3 separate regions of the Sus scrofa genome follow, and regions 2 and 3 are each linked to region 1. The links are chromatin contacts, called in public HiChIP or PLAC-seq maps. All regions are on one chromosome and are shown on one strand. The core of a region is the stretch at or near the end of the contact, and the rest is flanking DNA. Distances in the headings are between cores, read along the strand shown. Region 1 overlaps ACSL3 (acyl-CoA synthetase long-chain family member 3). Region 2 overlaps MOGAT1 (2-acylglycerol O-acyltransferase 1). Region 3 overlaps MOGAT1 (2-acylglycerol O-acyltransferase 1).

Evidence for each region. HiChIP or PLAC-seq counts read pairs in DNA pulled down with a chosen protein or histone mark.
Region 2: a contact with region 1 is called in an H3K27ac HiChIP or PLAC-seq map of skeletal muscle. The contact joins two enhancer-like sites. A contact is called at or near these places in 3 of 47 Hi-C or Micro-C datasets (psoas muscle and skeletal muscle) and 1 of 2 datasets of contacts at active chromatin or transcription factors (skeletal muscle).
Region 3: a contact with region 1 is called in an H3K27ac HiChIP or PLAC-seq map of skeletal muscle. The contact joins two enhancer-like sites. A contact is called at or near these places in 1 of 47 Hi-C or Micro-C datasets (psoas muscle) and 1 of 2 datasets of contacts at active chromatin or transcription factors (skeletal muscle).

What each region holds. Positions count from the first base shown.
Region 1 is chr15:124,781,474-124,785,363 of Sscrofa11.1, forward strand. ACSL3 (acyl-CoA synthetase long-chain family member 3) reads left to right here. Exons shown (of 16, transcript NM_001143698.1): 3 at 1,782-2,198. The coding sequence starts at 1,821. Among named protein-coding and RNA genes, the nearest start is that of ACSL3, 41 kb to the left of the region's middle. Within about 2 kb of position 2,023, at least 4 of the 83 cell types and tissues checked have an H3K27ac peak or open chromatin away from gene starts, as enhancers often do. A contact at or near this core is called in skeletal muscle, where this site is marked.
Region 2 is chr15:124,604,246-124,608,228 of Sscrofa11.1, forward strand. MOGAT1 (2-acylglycerol O-acyltransferase 1) reads left to right here. Exons shown (of 8, transcript XM_003133676.4): 8 at 1-3,680. It also overlaps the pseudogene LOC100523928. Among named protein-coding and RNA genes, the nearest start is that of MOGAT1, 38 kb to the left of the region's middle. Within about 2 kb of position 2,451, at least 11 of the 83 cell types and tissues checked have an H3K27ac peak or open chromatin away from gene starts, as enhancers often do. A contact at or near this core is called in skeletal muscle, where this site is marked.
Region 3 is chr15:124,583,307-124,586,724 of Sscrofa11.1, forward strand. All of the region lies in intron 1 of MOGAT1 (2-acylglycerol O-acyltransferase 1), which reads left to right. It also overlaps the pseudogene LOC100523928. Among named protein-coding and RNA genes, the nearest start is that of MOGAT1, 17 kb to the left of the region's middle. Within about 2 kb of position 1,880, at least 5 of the 83 cell types and tissues checked have an H3K27ac peak or open chromatin away from gene starts, as enhancers often do. A contact at or near this core is called in skeletal muscle, where this site is marked.

The DNA.
Region 1 (3,890 bases), core at 773-3,272:
ACTTAGCTGGCCTGTTTTGGAGTTTACTTTTTCTGCAGTGTGCATCCTCTGATGGTAGTCCTTTGAGGGAACAGCCTTGGGACACACACAGTTACTTCGAAGTGCCCTCTTCAGCGGATGACAGCTTGACGTTAGTAGAGCTCTTGAACGGTCTCCCTGATCTGCCTCTGTTGGCACCACATCCAGCAAGTACTCTCTGCTGATAGCTAGCCAATTGTTTTATTGTTTTGAACAAAGCCCTGGGGCAATTGCCGGACAGTGTGATCCAGTTAAATTAGATGGCCTCCATGGGGATTGTATTTGAGGCCAGCCTTTCAGCTGCCCTGGCTCTAGGAGGTTTCTTCCTAGTGTCTCTTTCCCCGACTCCTCTGAACTTCTCTTGATATGTTCTTTTGTTTGTTTCTCTACTGGAACTGCCAGCCTCATCTTAGTCACCAGAAGTCTCCATTGTTTCCCAAAGTGCCATTAGGCTTGAATTTCTCCATTCTCAGTTCCAACTAAGGTTAGACCTCTTAGGGGTTGCTTAGGGGTTCTCTGTTCTTACAGCCTCCTTCTCTGGCCTGTGGAGAACATCTGAGTTGGGTCCTGGGTTGTGGATGTAGCCACAGGTCTCGGGAGCACCTCTCCCTGAATCTACCTTAGGAACCAAGGTGCCTAGTTTCTTGGCCTGCTGCATTTGTGATAGAGCTTCTGCCTGTGAGTGGGGACTGGTGGAAAGAAGGGATTCCTCAGGTATCTTGGCTATACTTTCCTGGAATAGAATTTCTATAGCATGGAGATAAAAAATGCTAGAAGTCATAGTCCTTCTATGGATTTGGAGCTGGGTGCAGTAGTCAGTAGTTTGCTTCAGTCTTGTTTCTTCAAAAATGCTGTTATTCCTTACTTACCATACAAAGGCTGTTTCCTCTGCCTAGTGCTCTTCTCCTGCACTCTCCCTCTTCCTCTAGGTCTCAGCTCATATCTCACTGGCCGGAGTGTCTCTCCAGCCCTGCCCAGTCACTTAGCATTTCCCTATGGTGTTTGTTTTCCCTGTAGAGTTTCTCACTGTGACATGCATATATGGATGGATTTGTCTGCCTCTCCCAAGGAAGGTATAGGTTGCGAGAGAGAAGAGACTGTGATAATCCCTGTACTTAGAGTACTGTCTTAACACATAGTAGATTCTCAGTACGTCTGACAAATGCATCGTGTAAAATGACCAAAGTTACTACCTTCTTGCTTCAAAATTTAACCTGCCTGAATTGAAAAATATCTAGAATTACAATGGAAAGAGAATTTGTCTTGTTTGCCAACTCTAATTGCTCACCGCTTGAAGTAAAGAATGGGTTTTCCTGGAAAAGAAAGCAGTGCTGATTTAGCAGTGGCTGTGAGAGCCATGAGGGAGGAGAACGTGGCCTGTGTGCAAAGTGTTTGCCGTCCCCAATGGAATGGGACCCTGAAGGACAGGAAATGGGTGCGCGGTTGGTCTCCATCTGATGTAGGTCTTCTAGCTGCTTCCTCCTCACCGCTGGGAAGTATTTTTTGATACTGGGTGTTAGATTGGAAAAGCCACCTGTTTACAGAATGATGTGGAAACTTTTTGTGGAAATCCCATTGTTAATCAGGAGGGCACAAATGAGTGTCCTACAAATACAGGAGTGGCCAGGACATTGCTGGCGGCCAGTATACTAGCTGCTGCTTATTGGGAAACAATTGTCTGCCTATCTAATATAAAGACCTTTTCTTTTAAAGTTATTTAAGAATGGTTTTTGACTAATAAACTTTCTTTCTCTTCCTTCTAGATTCTTACAGAAATCTGTTAATTCTACTTTTTGAGCACTATGAATAACCACGTATCTTCAAAACCATCTACAATGAAGCTAAAACACACCATCAATCCCATTCTTTTGTATTTCATACATTTTATAATATCACTTTATACTATTTTAACATACATTCCATATTATTTTTTATCTGAGTCAAGGCAAGAAAAATCAAACCGCATTAAAGCAAAGCCTGTAAATTCAAAACCTGAGTCTGCATACAGATCTGTTAACAGCTTGGATGGTTTGGCTTCAGTATTATACCCTGGATGTGATACGCTAGATAAAGTTTTTATGCATGCAAAAAACAAATTCAAGGACAAGAGTCTTTTGGGAACACGTGAAGTTTTAAATGAGGAAGATGAAGTGCAGCCAAATGGAAAAATTTTTAAAAAGGTAACGTGATCTTTCATTGCCTTTGAGTTCCCTCTGAATAAAATGTATGCTTAGAAATGGTGGCAAAGGGCAAGCATGACCTGCTTCTTCTGGAATTTGCTGATGTAGGAGGAGAAACCGTAGAAGGAGACTAGGCTCTGCACTAACCTCTTTCTGTGACTCCAGCATGGATTTGTTCCAGATTTTACAGAGATACTGAGATCATCCTCTAGTGTGGGCTACTTCTGTACCTGACTGTGTTCCAGGACTTGGAATAGAATGTTTGGGCTCTTTGGCATTTGCAGCTATATTCCCTGGTAGATCTAGAAGCACACGTGTATGCTTGAGATTGCTGTGGGTTCTGGGGTGTGGCTTGCTTTTTCTGATTGTAATTTAGGTTCTGTTGGATGCTTACTATCTTGGTACTTTGGTTATGGCATATGCATGGTTTTTAAAGAACTTGTAAAAATAAATATATAAAAACTTGCCATTGTTGATTTGAAACAGAGGATAAGACATCCTTAGAGGAGGGGTAGCATAGTGGTTAAGAGCCTGGACTCTAGAAGCAGGCTATGGGTTTGAATCTTCGCTTTGCCACTTCCTAGCTGTGTGACTTTGGAAAAGCTACTTAACAAATTTGCCTCAGTTTCTTTATCTGTAACATGGAGGTAATGATCATTGCTGACACTTATTAGCATTCCTTATGAACCAGGCTGTTTTAAGAGCTTTACCTATTTCACCTTGTTTAAGATTTACAGTAGACCAGCCGGTTAGTGTTATTAGGACACCCCCCCCCACCCCAAGACGGTAACACGAGTGAGGCGCAGATAGAACATCTGACTTGCCCAAGGGCATTATAGCTGGCAGGTAGTGAAGCTGGGACTAGAACTCAGGGTTAAACTAATCCCAACTTGGAGTTGTTGAGAGGATTAATAGTGAGAGAGTATGTATGTGTATATTCTACACAAGTGTGTGTAGAATAATTTGTGGCATCTAGTATAGACGCTTTAGCTTTTATTATCTTGGGCGTTTAGTGGGCAGAGTCATATGAGTGAATATAAAGAGTTACATCATGGAGTCACGTAGCACTGTGAAGGATAAGTATAGAAATGGCATGAAAATGCTGTTCATGACCTTGGGTACATGCCTTTCTTATAAACTGTTCTTGAAGCTCTGCTTGGTGAAAATTGAAGATAAAGATTTTTTAGAGGTAGGTAGATCATCTGTGGTTAATTGATAATTTGGTTAGGTTTTAGGTTTAAACGTGTTCAGGCAAAGTTGTTTTTTCTTATCCTTTTTTTCCCCGACTACATCCTGACCCCAGTTGCCTTTTTCCTGTCAGTCATGAGGGAACTCTCACATCTTGGAGGAGAGTCCGGATAATTACAGCTATGGAGTGAAATGCTCAGATTCCTTTCTGTTACTGCAGGGCGAATGTGTGCGTGTGTGGTGGGGCGGTGAGTGTGAGGTTGTTTTAAATTAATGGTCTATAATTTAGCCACTTGCCATACAAATTCCAGTCACCATCTTCTAAACATAAAGCATATGGCAAGCAAGTTAATGTCAGTAACTCAGAAATTAAGAACATTATTTTAACTCTTGACAACAGAATCTGTATGTGTTCCTGACCTTCAACTAGAGGGATGCTTTAATCTTGTTTTACCGGTTCAGACATGAATAGTGCCCCCTTACATTACAGTCTGAAGATGATTT
Region 2 (3,983 bases), core at 1,201-3,700, 180 kb before region 1:
TCAAAGCAGGAAATAGGACACATTTTGGTAGATGTGGCTAATTTGACTATAAGTCCTTTGGGGTATTACTCAATACCAAACAAATGTAAAAGAAGCTCCACTTACATAAAATTATACCCTAGCTGGTCACAAGACAGTATTTCAGAAGACTCTGTGGCCCAGATAACCACAGCAACTAAAGGCCTTTATATAATTATAAAACCCATGATTTTCATTCCTTTGGAGCAGTTTATGAAAATCTCATGACACAGTCTTTTCGCAGTTTCGCAAAGGTATGACTTTTAATCTCACACTCAGTAGTGTCAGGGCCTGACTGACCACTAACTTCCACTGCATCACCTAGAAAACAGTGAAAGCCCATATAGGGTAAAGCAGAGGCACTGAAAAATGCGAAAAGTTCTGCTCTGATGAATTTATCTAGAATTTTGCCATTACAAAATCTAGACATCAGCAACTTTAATTCTTGGCCTGCACAAAATCTTATTTTTAAGTACGTATTAGGGAGTTTACCTCTTCCTTTCTTAGGGTCTCCAAAGGTCTAAATCCAGCCAGGCCAAGAAGTCCTTTCATACATTTTTTTCTTTTTTTTGTATCTTCTAGGGCTGCACCCGAGGCATATGGTGGTTCCCAGGCTAGGGGTCTAATCAGAGCTACAGCTGCTGGCCTTCGCCAGAGCCACAGCAACTTGGGATCTGAACCGCATCTGCAACCTACACCACAGCTCATGGCAATGCCAGATCCTTAACCCACTGAGCGAGGCCAGGGATTGAACCCTCAAGCTCATGGTTCCTAGTTGGATTTGTTAACCACTGAGCCATGATGGGAACTCCCTAGAAGTCCTTTCATAAACTCAAAGCATCAGTTCCATATAGTCCTACAGGTTGCAAACGAATGTTCTGAATTTTTGCTGCAACATAAACGTGAGTCATGAATTGCATTTAGTAGTATATTTTGATGGAGCTCTCCATTTTAAAGGTTCTCTTCTAATCTGTAATTGCATATAAAATTTAAACAGTAAAACAATGACACCAAAACAACAACAAAAATAACCTCAGAACACCGGGAGAGAAGCTGGGCCGGGAGAGAAATTGTGCATTTATGCTGTCGGATTTGGACATTTCTTTCTCCTGTGTTTCCTTTGCACACTGGGTGCAGGCTGAGTCATTTCCTTTGTCTTGCAGCTAGAAATCTTGAAGTTGTCTCTACCCTGCCAGGTCTATTACACTCACAAGAAAGCTGCAGCTTTGGTGCTTGGGAAAGCCAGCCAGTTTCGCTCTGACCCACGGGGAACCAGGATGAGGGATGTTTTGTGATTTATACAAACTCTTCACCATGACCGTGAAAACAATCAAAGTCTGTCTACTTCAGGGACATCTGTGACTTTATTGTGAGTGTCGGGTTATGTGTAAAACCCCTACTTTCCTCAAGTTACACTTCTGTCCTGGGAAGCTCAGGAAGTGGAGTCTGGATTCATTGTCCTTATTTCCATAACTTTACCTTGATTCCAAACTACCTCACTGGTGCAGATCACCAAGTTTGTGATAAATACGAAAATAAGTGTGGGGTGTGTTAACCTCTGTCTTCTTTTCCTCTAAAATAAGAGACAGTATTGATGGGCTTTGTCATTTGGTTGGTTTTTGCCAACAGCCCAAGGTTGCTCGTTCTCACATTTGTTTTTAAAACTAAGTGATAAAATATCTATTTGTGGGGCTGGGAGAGTTCCTTCAAATAGAATTTGAGTATCTTTTTAGAGGAGAAAAACCAGGCACCTTCAAAACAACCAGCTAGTTACTCTGGTTTGTCTAGGGTAGCAAACACAGCAGCAGTTCTTGATGCTTGAAACAAAGGGATTTCTCTAATGCCTTATATTTTAGTTATTTTAATGGCTCCTTCCCAAACACCTTCAGCTTGGTGCCTTACTATCTTATATAAGAAGAAAGTTGATCTCAATCCATAGATCAGTCATGGGATGGTGAGTTCCTCCTGGCAGAATCGCTGTCTTGTGTGAGTTTTGATCCTGGCCCCGAGAGGATAGACTTTCATGCCTCTCCATGAATGCTTGTGGCACTAACCTGGCAGTTTGATGGACGGTGCCATGGAAGCCAAATTTGAGAGTCGGAAGGGATGTCATAGCCTGTCAGTTATTCCTTCTGCTGATGAAGCGGTTGAACCCCAGTGAGGTTTAATATGGATTGGAACTAACTTCGTGTTATAGATTAAACAGGAGGTCCTGCTCTCCCATGACTGTTGATTAATCAACCAACAATCCTCCTATAAAGCGAAAGTATCAAAAACAGAGTACAATAAAAAACAACACGTAAGGCAGCAAACTCTGTATTATTGAGATTGAGGCTATTTTTCTTTCTTGAGATCAGTACACGGCATTGTTGATTTTCCCTTATGCAAGAGCTATTTTGGGGATACAGCCTGGGCAAAGTCCAAGATTCCAACAACACGCTTAGCCACTGAAGCCTTATATATCAGAGCAGCAGGGTAGGGCAAGGTGCCTCCTGCCTAGGGAGAGTGACAGACCTTGCCAGAGTCTTTCCTCTCAGCTGTGTTGCTATCATTAATGTCACCAAAGTAACCCCACTACTCATACAAAGGTGCAAGCAGAGCTTCTGTCACCTATGGACAGCCCCAAGTCCAGAGACATTCTGGATCCAGCCTTATTTAGTTGCATTGTCATAGCTGCTTTAAAAAATTTTTTAAAATAGCTCTTAGATTCTGGTTAAGAATGATCTTAGGCTCTCTTGAGAATAAAGATAAATCTTCCTTTTGTTGTATTCCCAAGGAGTGTGTGTTTCTTTCCTATTCCATTTGCAGACCAACTTGGAGCCTGGTAGGATTTCTTCTTTTTTTGTTGTTGTTGTTGGTCTTTTTAGGGTCACACATGTAGCATATGGAAATTCCCAGGCTAGGGATCTAATTGGAGCTGCAGCTGCCTGCCTACACCACAGCCACAGCAATGCTGGATCCAAGTCGCATCTGCAACATACTACAGCTCATGGTGAAGCTGGATCCTTAACCCACTGAAGGAGACCAGGGATCGAACCTACATCCTCATGGATGGGTTCATTACTGCTGAACCATGACAGGAACTCCTCTGGTTGGATTTTAAACCCTCTTTTATGGGTTGACACGACCAGAGAAAACTCCAGCCTTTTCTACTTCTCAGGCTTCTGTGTTCAAATCATCCTTCAGCCTCTGGACTTGCCCTAACTGGCCCAGTGACCTGGACCCAGGGGCTTCCTACGTAAATAGAGTTAGGAGTGAACCGTCTCCAAGATTTCTTCTGGCTCTGTCTCTATGGTCACTGCCTGGCTTTTTCTGCCATGGTAATGACATCTGGCTGGAGATTTATCTGGTGACTTTTCCTTTTCCTGTACCCTCCTCACTCGTGTTCCTCCAAGACATGCAGTGAGTTCAAATGATTATCTGACTTTCTTGGTATTTTTCTAAGGAAATAACTTACATCTCTAAGTAAAAATAGAAAATTCTCCAAGAGCCTGCCTCCTTTATAGTATTCAAAACTAAGGAATAACCGTTTGATACTTGTTAACCTCTTTGTAGGAGATGGTGGTGAAGTTTTCTGTTTTCTATATTGTATGTGTGGCTGTGCACTTTTTGAAAGCTCTCGGTTTGTAAAGTTTTGACCAATAAATGTGTTCTGCGCCCAAGTTATCAATGCGTGGGTGTGATATTTCACCCTGGATCAAATGATTTTCCTTTTCCGATACCTTGACAAGGCTGAATTAACTTGGACTTGGGGGTCAATACAAACAAGAGAATTGCAGCCAAACCGTGAGCATCGCCGATTCTCATACTGAAGGGTCAAACCTTTAAATTCACTTGATGGGGTAAAAGAGCAGAAAGCAGGGGCAGGGCTGACAGGAAAGTGTAGGTGTGCAGGGTGAAGCAAGGACAGAGGACAGGAAGAGGCAAGAAGTCAGGAAGTTGCTGTCATCGCATGTGGTTGGAGT
Region 3 (3,418 bases), core at 630-3,129, 200 kb before region 1:
AATGTGTGGAGTGGCGGTTTAAAATAGAACAGCTCCTTTGGACATTAAGGTATTAATGTGTATCGGGTGGCAAAGATGTTTCTACTTAGTGATCCAGTGTTTACTGTCTGACGGATGTTAGAATGTGGAGAAACTTTATGCAAGAATACTTTTGAGAAAAGTTGCCCAAAAGTTCAAAAACAACAGAATTTGAATTAATACTGACAACCAATGGAATTTTGCTCAGTCATCAAAAGGAACATTTATGAGGAGGTTATAATGCCAGATTTATAATTCCAAGCAGCTAATGTGAGATTATCCTTAAGTGATCAGATACAGAGTAAAACAAATGTGTGATTAACCATGTTAAAGAAACATAACCTGTTTGATGGAAAAAAAGACCACAAGGGAAAATTTAATAGTAATTTTTCTAGGTTGAAAGAATGTGAGGGATGTTTTGTCTGCTGCTCCTTTTTTGCATTTGTCACGTGTGTCATAGTAAACACAGTTGTTCTAAAAATGGCTCCCATTTGTCAAGTGCTTGCTCTGTGCTGGGCACTATAGCATTTCTATGTTTATTCTCAGCAGTTCTTGGAGAGGGGTGTTGTTGCCCATTTCACAGGTAAAAGAACTGAGGCTCAATAAATAAAAGACCCCACTTGAGGTCAGATAGCTGGTTGGTGGCAGATTCCAAAATAAGGAGTCTAATTCCAGATCCACATCTTAGCCATTGTACATGCGAAACATATAACTAATGTTAGAGGTATGCTGTGTGTGTATTCAATTAGAGGAGGTGTAATTGGTTAGTGGAATTTTTTTTTTTTTTTTTTTTTGGTCTTTTTATTTTAGGCCTGCACCCACAGCATACGGAGGTTCTCAGGCTAGGGGTCCAATCGGAGCTGTAGCTGCTAGCCTACACCACAGCCACAGCAACTCGGGATCCGAGCTGCGTCTGTGACCTACATCATAGCTCATGGCAACGCCAGATCCTTAACCCACTAAGCAAGGCCAGGGATTGAACCTGCAACCTCATGGTTCCTAGTCAGGTTCATTTCCGCCATGCCACAATGGGGAACTCCAGTTAGTGGAATATTGAATTAGTACCTGGAGGACTTTGTTTCTGGACCTGCTCTTGATTTACTCTATGATGGAAATTAAGTCAATTTGCCTTCGGTCTTTGTTCCTGTTTTTTTTTTTTGTTTTTTTTTCTTGGCTGTGCCCATAGCATATAAAAGTTCCTAGGCCAGGGATTGAACCTGAGCCACAGCAGTGACCTGAGCACAGCAGTGATAACCTCTGTGAATCACTGAGTAAGGATTCAGTAAGCTGAATCCTTAACCTCTAGGCCACCAGGGAACTCCAGTTTCTCCTTCTTTATAGTAAAGAAAACTTCCATGTGTCTGATTCTTTATGCTTGTGAACCTGCTTATGTACTTGTAAAAGACATGCACAAGTTTATGGTGTTATTATATTATTATGATATTATCTTCATTAGCTAGTTTTTTTTTTTTTTAAGTGCCTAGGGAGTTCTTGCTGGGGTGTAGAGAGTTAAATATCCAATTGCAGGGTCTCAGTTCACTACAGAGGCACAGGTTCAGTCTCTGGCCCAGTGATGTGGGTTAAAGGATCTGGCATTGCTGCAGCTGTGGCCTGGGTTACAGCTTCAGCTGGGATTCAGTCCCTGGCCTGGGAATGGCCATATACTGCAGGTGCAGCCACTTAAAAAAAAAAATGCCTGGATTTAAAGATTAGGCAGACCCAGGATGAAGTCCTTCAGACACTCAAAGTCCCTGAGCCCCAATTTCCACAACTACAAAGTGGGGACAGAAATGTGTGCCTTGAGGGTTGCAAGGAGGAGCAAATGAGGTTGCCTATGGGAGATGGTCACTACTCACTAGCTAGTCTCTCCCTCCCCTCCTGCATCATAGCTCACCTGAACTAGCTTGGAGTAGAGCATAATAATACCAATTTATGTGTCTTGCACATTTTATAAAATAAACAGAAAATTAATTAATGGTGCTACATTGTCAGCAAGAAAAACTTCATGCTGGAAAAGCAAAATAGAAAGATCTTGCAGGAACGAGGGCAGAGGACACTCTTTTGGCCTTGCTTATGGACTTGTGGAAGCTCTGTTGGCAGTTCCAGAATGCAACAAAACACCCCACTGAGCGGTGAAGGGCACACGCTTCCTTAACCTTTCACACACTTTTAAACTTTAACTCACCCTGGAGAGAGCAAGTCAGCCCTCTGATGGGACTCAATTCTGTATTTGGGCTAAATCCGCATTGGGAAATGTATTGATATATATATATTTCCAGAAATATAAACACATGTTCTGACTTTGCAAAAAAAATCTGTTTCTACATCTATACCTATAAAACAATAATAGATCAAGGAGCTCTTACTCTGGTGCCATGGTGGATCATTTGGGGACAAATCTCTTTTTTTCCTTTTTTTTTGCAGCATTCATTTTTGTTTTTTTAAAGTCTTATTGAAGTATAGTTGATTTATAAAGTTGTGATAATTTCTGCTGTACAGGAAAGTGATTCGGTTGTGCATATACACACACACATCTATTCTCTTTGGGGACAAAGCTCTTTTTAACAAAGCTGACAGAGAGTAGATAGGAGTTTGGGGCACTGGACTCAATATTTGATTAGGGACTACAGCACATAATGAAAAAGAAAGAGGCCATGACACCCCTTAAGGTAAGAGTAACAGCTGGCATTTATTGAGCACTTCCTACGTCAGGCTTTATGTCCTTGTGTCCCTCCCCATGAATATTTATTTCTTCTTATAAATATTTTTTAGTATGATACATAGCACAGCCATAAAAAGAAAATGTCTAGTTTAGTTTAATGTATTACTTTAAGGCACATATTCTTGTCACTACTTCCCAGGTCAGATTTTGTCAGTTCTTACTTCATGTATTTGAAGCTATGTCATTAGGTGTGTAAACAGTTAAGATTACTCTGTCATGATGAAATGTCACAAGGCGTAATAGACAAGCAAAGATGTTGAGTCCCTCCTATGCTATTTCTAACTCTGGTAATAGAGTTCCTGAAAAAGAAGTTTGTGAGTGGAATGTGCCTTCTTCATGGGCACATGAATAATGGTTGCTCAGGAATTCACTAGTGGCCTCATGGGTAAGGACTCAGCTTTATCACTGCAGTGGCTTGGGTTCAGTCCCTGGCCCAGGAACTTCTGGCTGCCGGTGGCGGGATCAGTGGCTCCCAATCAAAGTGAACTTGTAGTAGGAAGTCCTCCACATCCCTCCTGTCAGTGATGGTCCCTTCATGGGTCAAGTTGAGGAGGTGGTGCAGGGCCAGGGGCAGTGAGAAGGGACCTTGAATTTAGATGGCTCAACCACTTACATTCCATGTGGCTTGGCCAATGTCACTTTACCTCGCTAAGACACTGTTTCCCCTACTGTAAAAAG